Regions from separate parts of the Mus musculus genome. Here region 2 is linked to region 1. The links are chromatin contacts, called in public promoter capture Hi-C maps. All regions are on one chromosome and are shown on one strand. Each heading gives the region's core, a stretch centred on a gene start, on an enhancer-like site or on the middle of the called end of the contact. The rest is flanking DNA. Distances are from core to core; before and after follow the strand shown.

What was found. Promoter capture Hi-C pulls out the DNA fragments that hold promoters and counts their contacts.
Region 2: a contact with region 1 is called in a promoter capture Hi-C map of second pharyngeal arch cranial neural crest. The contact joins the enhancer-like site here to the promoter of Pcdh8 in region 1. A contact is called at or near these places in 6 of 39 promoter capture datasets (cranial neural crest, embryonic stem cells, frontonasal cranial neural crest and 3 more), 2 of 484 Hi-C or Micro-C datasets (both in nephron progenitors), 10 of 115 datasets of contacts at active chromatin or transcription factors (VIP interneurons, embryonic basal ganglia, embryonic forebrain and 6 more) and 1 of 9 other capture datasets (embryonic stem cells).

The regions. Positions count from the first base shown.
Region 1 is chr14:79,769,336-79,773,084 of GRCm38.p6, forward strand. Pcdh8 (protocadherin 8) reads right to left here and starts at 1,977. Exons shown (of 3, transcript NM_021543.4): 1 at 1-1,977. The coding sequence starts at 1,786. Gm9748 (predicted gene 9748) reads left to right here and starts at 573. Exons shown (of 2, transcript NR_154550.1): 1 at 573-866; 2 at 3,062-3,407.
Region 2 is chr14:80,155,551-80,159,267 of GRCm38.p6, forward strand. No RefSeq gene overlaps it. Among named protein-coding and RNA genes, the nearest start is that of Gm31776, 88 kb to the right of the region's middle. Within about 2 kb of position 1,636, at least 4 of the 459 cell types and tissues checked have an H3K27ac peak or open chromatin away from gene starts, as enhancers often do. A contact at or near this core is called in second pharyngeal arch cranial neural crest, where this site is marked.

The DNA.
Region 1 (3,749 bases), core at 727-3,226:
GCACCAGAGCATTGCTGGAAAGCTGAGGGGAACCGCCGTCGCTGGCCTGGACACGCACGTCAAGCTGGCGCAGAGTCTCATAGTCAAAACTACGGAGAGCGTAGATGGCTCCGGTAGCCGGGTCTACTGAGACGTAAGTGGACACGGCTTCCCCAGAGCGGCCCACTTCGGCCTCTACCAGGCGGTAGGTGACTTGACCGTTGCGACCCACGTCAGGGTCGCGGGCTGCCACTGTGGCCAGGTAGGCGCCTGGAGGGTTGTTTTCGCGGACCGACACCTCATAGACTGGCTTGGTGAAGATCGGTGCGTTGTCGTTCTCGTCCCCCACTCGCACGGTGTAGGGCCTGACGGTGCGAAGAGGGGGTGTGCCACGGTCTTCGGCCACCAGCGTCAGGTTGTACTCCGCGATGCGCTCCCGGTCCAGAGATGCAGCGGTCACCACCAGGTAGCTGCCAGCATAGGCCGGCTGCAGCCTAAAGTGCTCGTGCCCGTAGAGGGCGCAGCGCACCTGCCCGTTGGCGCCCGAGTCCCTGTCCGAGGTGCTGACCAGCGCCACTAGACTCTCGCGCGCCGCCCCCTCTGGCACCAGCGAGGTGATACCGGCTTCCTGTGTCCCGGACCCAGTCGACGAGGCCGCGTCCGCTCCTCCGAGTGCGGCGGCAGCGGCGGCGGCGGCGAAGGGCGAGGTGGCTGGAGCCCCCGGGGCGGCCAGAGGAGTGATAGAAATTTCAGGAGCGTTGTCGTTGACGTCTCGGATGCGCACGATAACCTTGCAGGTGGCTGTCCGGGGCCCTGGACCTCGGTCTTGAGCCCGCACGTCCAGCTCGTAGGTGTCCTGGCGCTCGTAGTCCACCTGCCCAGCCAAGGTGAGGCGGCCAGAGCGCGGGTCGAGCCGGAAGAGGTGGCGGGCTTCGGGAGGGGTGCGGGCGCCGAAGGTGAACACAACGTCGCCGTTGGGACCTTCGTCGGGATCGGCAGCGTCCAGGTCGAGCAGCAGCGATCCCACAGGTGCGTCCTCGGCCAATTCCACCTCTGCCACGGCACCCTGTGGGAAGGCCGGGCTGTGGTCATTGGCATCTAGCACACGCACGCTGAGGGCTGCTGTGGCGGAACGCGGCGGTCGCCCGCCATCCTGAGCCACCAGCTCCAGGCTGTAGGAGGCCTGGCTCTCGCGGTCCAACTCCTGTAGCAGCACCAGGTCCGCACACTGGGCACCGTCCGCGCGCGTCTGCAGCTCCACGCGGAAGGGGCTGTGAGGCTCGGCTAGGCGTACACTCTGCAGCCCGTTGGCACCCACGTCCTCGTCCACGGGCACCTCCAGGGGGATGCGTGTGCCTACCGGAGCGCTCTCTGAGACCTCCACCGGGATCTGGGCTCGGGGAAAGCGGGGCGCGTGGTCGTTTACATCCCTCACCTCCACCTCCACGTGCACCAGGCGGAACTGTTCCTGCGAGAAGCTGACAACATCGAAGGCCAGCACGCACTGTGGGGACGGGCCACACAGACGCTCACGGTCCAGGCCCGCATCCCCGACGGTCAGCTGCCCGTCGCCCTCGCGTACCCGGAGCAGAGAGCTGTTGAATTGCTTCATCAGGCGGAAGCTTGTGTCTCCAGACACTTTCATGTGCAGGTCTTCTGCAAGGGTTCCGATGACTGTGCCAGGGGCATCCTCTTCGAACGTGCTGTATCGGACTGTCTTGCTCTGGGCCACTGAGAGCACCCAGCAGAGACTAAATAGCTGCAAGGGGAAAAGGCAAGGGCTGCCCCAGCGCTTCGCAGGACTCATATCGCCAATCCCCAACTGCTATTCCGAAAGGCTAACCTAAAGAGTCTTCCCCGGCGTGCAGATCGGAGCGTGAGTCCCAGGCTCTGCGAGCCCCGTGCGGGAAAAGCTGCAGCTCCGGCTCGGGCTGGCTCGGAGGACGCGCAGACCCACCCTCACTCGGCGCCTCCGCCTCCTTTCCCTGGGCTGGAGCTGCGCTGGCGAGCGCCGCCTCCGTCTTTATAGCTGCCGATATGCAAATCACTGGAAGGGGCCAGCCAATGGTCGCTTAGCCACAGCGCCGCTCCTCCGCCAACCACCGACAATCCCTTTAATGTGGAAAGGCTTAGAGGAGAAAACAGGGAAGGAAAATGAGGGAATCTTTCCTTTGTTTTAAAAACTCCTGCTCCCATTTTCTGTTAGCACCTTGCTTGCAATGAGTTAGCACTGGGCTCTGAAGTAAACGAAGCTGATGATTTTTGGAAATTGGGTGCCAGGCACCCGGTCTCTTCTGCCCGCCGCTGCGGGTACTAAGCCCGAACAAGCTGGGTTTCTCTTCAGAAGCTCCGGGTCTCACATCCTACCCCCCATCCGCCCCTTTATTTTGCATTTTAAAGGCTTCAAAACTTGCTCTGGGGAGCGAGGCTCTCTGTTCGCCTCCTCCCTCAGCTTCCCACCGGTGTGGGGAATAACCTGTCGATGAAGAAGAGTGAAGGGTAGAGCAAAACTGATTTTATTCACATTTGTGTACGCAATTGTGTTTTGCTCGTGTGAGCACCGGTGCCACTTGCCTTTCAGAAAAGAGCCCTGCGATACACGTTAGTATGCATGTCACTGTTCAAATGGCTTCCTTAAGCCCTAGGTGCTAGCAGGCAAGGAAAAATAAAGTTCCAAATAGGATTTAGCATAAGCTTGAGGAGATTTGGAAAGGTTTCAAAGATCAGACTGTATCAAAGGCTTATGAAGCCCTCGTTAGTAGTGGAAATAGAATGGCGTGGCAGGCGATCCCATTGGAGGCCCCGATGTCTGTATTATTTCACTATGACAAGCTAGAGGGGGAGAGAAAGTTGAACAGTTTCCACAGTAGAGTTGGGCTAACTTGAATATAATGAGCAAACGCCACATGTCTCCATTATGCCTCTCTATTCACCCTCAATCCGTGCCATAACTCTCAGGCTAAACGGTGATGGGCGCTGAATCCCACACAATACCGGGTTCCTACTAAAGTGCATTTAGAGATCGTTTTCCTCCTGATGCCTTGTTCCGCCTATTTAGAGGATTTGCTTTCTGTTCTAATAGGGCCTCTCTGGAAGCAACACTCGCCCTGTTCCAGAAGAACAAAATCACAGCGTGACGTTGAAACCTGGCAGGAACCTGGGGTAACTTAGCCATCTGCCTATGAAACCGTAGAACTTCAGCATTACCACTTTCCCTGGCTGGGGTCCTCGAGATGCCTCCGTAGGTATCCAGGTATCTCCACTCCCGGAGCTGAAGGACAGGTTGTGCCAACCTGGAACAAGACTGATTCTTATTGATTCTTACCGAAGGACTCTATTGAACAGGCGATGTAAATACACAGGAAGAAGGGAGAGTTACAAACACAAGTCACACACTTGGAGAAATAAAGACAATGAGTTTGCTAAGCATGTTGCATTGGGCCTCTATTCTTCGGAATCTGGACCATGTTCCTTCTGTAAGGGCCTTTTGCAGGTCTCTTCCCTTCAGACTCATTTGGACCGCTTTCAGAAGAGGAGCAGGGGTTTGCCCCGAGTAGGGAGAATACCTGAGAGGTAGGACTGGGTGGACAGTGCACTGGAGGGGATAGGGGATGTTTGGGATTGCAGGAAATGCATTCTGAGCCATTAAATAAAAATCTTTATGGGGTTGAGGAGGGGCAGTGGGTAGTTTGGGGGCTCCCTTCATCTTTTCCACCTTCCAGTGCTGGTATTTGCAGGCAGTGAGGCCAGATGTCTGAAGCCACTGAGAC
Region 2 (3,717 bases), core at 386-2,885, 390 kb after region 1:
GTAGGATGGGTAAGGATGCAGATAAGACCAATTTTGAAAAGAAATTTATATAAATGAGTAAAGTAATACAAAGGTGAAAGTTGAGAGAGTGTTACAGCCTACAGATTTAAGGATTGTTAAAGCTATAGAAAGTAATAATTAAGAAGTGAAACATGGAGAGAGTAAAGGTGAGAGAAAGACAGAAGTGAGAGGAGGAGTATATGAAATATGTGTATTCACTAGAGTGAAGAATTCTTCCTGTTAGACTGGATGAGGAAACATACACAGTAACCCTAAAACTTGACTAAAAAACATACTGATGAATGTAAAAACGTCACAAAACACATTCCAGAATGAAGATTAAATAGTATAAAATAAGGAATATAAGGATTATTACTGTATCAATTGCTGGCACAATTGAGTGGAGACTCCACTCAATGTTGGGGTGGGAGGCAGGATTGGGAGGGAGAAACTGGTATCTGTAGCCTCTGTGTTCCGTGTGGTTCTGACCTGCAAGGAAGGTGATGTTATGAGTTCTTTCTTAATTATATCAGACCCCTGTCCTCCACCATAGCCTCTCTAAGGTAGCTAATTGGCATGGTTTGATTGATGTTAAGAAATAATAAAAGTAATGAAACAATAAAGAATTAGGGAATAAGAGACATAATAATAATTTGAACACATGGAAATGTAATACTATTTGAAAATTTTGAACTAATTAAATGGTATTTACCACTTGAAAGTATGAAGAGACCCTTAAGGAAGTAGGTATAAAAATGCAGGGGCAGATAGTAGTTAGAAGGCTGAAAGAGAGGTATACAAAGAAGGACCAAATCTGATTAAGTACCTGCCAATGCCTACATTGTGATACAACCAATGGATAGCAGAGAATTTAACTCAGGCAATGCAGGTCTCACTGTTCAGCAGGAAGCCACCTATTAGGGTGAAGCCACAGCAGTGGTTGTGTCACTGAGCATCCTATATACTGATAGCAGAGAGCTGCCTACTGTCATGGAAGCTACTCAACATTAATAGGAGGGAAAGTCCTGAAATTAGAAGATACCCTGACCCCTTCTTGACTTTTCTTTCCAGTGGTTTTTAATGATGAGCCTAACATTGTACTGGCTCACACAAGAGTTGCATTTTGATTCGCCTGTGGGATCACAAACCAAAAAGAGAGGTATATGTGAGACTTAGTGAAAGAAGTTAGTAGCTAGTACAGAGGGGGGGAAAGTGTTGGCTTGAGAAAGGTAACTTGTTTTCTTTTTTGCTTCTTCTTTTTTTTTTCTGTACCTCATTTTTAATTTTTATTTTTTTTCAAACTTTTTCTTGTATTGAAAGTATATTTTCTTCATACAATATATTCTGATTGTGGTCTACTCCCTCGCTCCTCCTCCCAGTTCCCTTTCCCCCAGTCTAGATCCACTTCCTTTCTATCTCTAATTTAAAAAACTAAATGGGCATCTAAGGAATAATACTAAAACAATCTAAGATGAGACAAATCTAAAACAAACAAATCTGAATATGACGAAATAACCAAACAAGAAAAAGAGACCCCCTTCCAAGCACAATAAACACATAGATACAGAGAGACACGCCTTCACAAACTCAAGTGGAGCTTCCAGAGGCCACAAGAGATGGAGCAACTCCGGGGTGATGCGCTGACCATGGTCCTGAAAGGATGCAGCTTGAGAATGAAGGAAGTGAAACCAGAGAAGTATGGCTGTCGAGAATAAGAAGAGAAGGTAATTGTTGGGACTTTGGTGCTCATCACAGTTAAGAGGAATGCTAGTCTTGGGGTTTGGAGGAAGTGACCCATTCTGTTTAGAAAACTTATATGAGTCCATGATGCCCATGGACTATTCCGACAAAATAAAATGCCCTTGATAAAACCAGCATTAATGAAATGTGTACCCTATTCTAAGGAGGAATGAAGTATCCACACGTTGGTCTTCTTTCTTCTTGATTTTTCTGTATTTTGCAAATTGTATCTTGACTATTCTAAGTTTCTGAGCTAATATCCACTTATCAGTGAGTGCATATCAAGTGACTTCTTTTGTAATTGGGTTACTTCACTCAGGATGGTATCCTCCAGATACATCCATTTCCCCAAGAATTTCATAAATTGATTTTGCTGAAAGGACCCTGATATAGCTGTCTTGGGTGAGGCTATGCCAGTGCCTGGCAAATACAGAAGTGGATGCTCACAGTCATCTATTGGATGGAATACAGGGCTCCTAATGGAGGAGCTAGAGAAAGTATCCAAGGAGCTGAAGGGGTCTGCAATCCTATAGGTGGAACAACAATATGAAGTAACCAGTACCCCCAGAGCTCATGTCTCTAGCTGCATATGTAGCAGAGATGGCTTAGTCGGCCATCATTGGGCAGAGAGGCCACTTGGTCTTGCAAACTTTATATGCCCCAGTATAGGGAAATGCCAAGGCCAGGAGGTGGGAGTGGGTGGGTAGGGGAGCAGGGCAGGGGGTGAAGGGTATGGGGGACTTTTGGGATAGCATTTGAAATGTAGATGAAGAAAATATCTAATAAGAATTGAAAAAAAAATGTGTACCCCAGCCACGAATTTCTAGAAAAATCCAGATACCAAGAAAAAGAACCAAAACTTTACATTAAGAAAATAATTTTTTAAAGAATTTGCTGGGCAGAGGCAGGAGGATCTCTTGGTTCAAGGACAATCTGGTTTACATAGTGAGTTTCAGGACAGCCAGGGCTACACTGAGAAATTGTGCATAAAAATAAATAAATAAATAAATAAATAAATAAATATTAAGAATGTTTCTTCAAAGTAGTAAAAATCTAAGAAATTGTGAGGGATATGGCTCGGTGGAGAGGGGATGTATAGTGGCTAAAACCTGGAGCTGCAGCTTAGAAAAACTTAAATAGGGCTCAACTGATAAAGAAAGTATCTGCTGCATATGAGGACCTGAGTTCAATGACCCCAGCCCAAGTAAAAACCCAAGGGTGGTGGTGTGCTCCTGTAACCCTAGTTCTTGGATAGAGTGTATGCATAGAGACAGATTCCTGAAGCTTATTGTTCAGCCAGCTGAGCCAAATTGATGAGCTGCAGATTCAGTGAGACCTTGTTTCATAAAACAGAAGTGGAGAGAAACTGAGAAAAGATACATCTCTCTCTCTCTCTCTCTCTCTCTCTCTCTCTCTCTCTCTCTCTCACACACACACACACACATACACAAACTATTAAATTAAATAAAAGGCCATTATTAAAGTTTAGTTTATGCTGCATATGGTTTTGGTTGTTGTTGTTCTACACAGAAAATAATGTTTTTACATGTATGTAGTTTATAAACAAATGGATTTTTCTATAGTAAGCATAGAAGGAAACATGTTACTTTATACATTATACCATTTTATTGCAGGTTGGTTGGATATATAGAAATGCAAAGAAAGACAGTATGGGTAATGGTCTGGAAATCCAGAAAACAAACAAACAAACAAACAAAAAACAAAAGAAAGAAAGAAAGAAAGAAAGAAAGGAAGGAAGGAAGGAAGGAAGGAAGGAAGGAAGAAAGAAAGAAAGAAAGAAAGAAAGAAAGAAAGAAAGAAAGAAAGACTGATTTCTGTGTCATATATATGTTAGTCAGATTCTCATCACTGTGACAAATTAACTGACATAAACAAATTCTAAAATATAATTCTTTACTTTGCTCTCATGTTTTGAGCCCAGAGTTCACAGCTCCATCAGACCTATAATGAGACAGA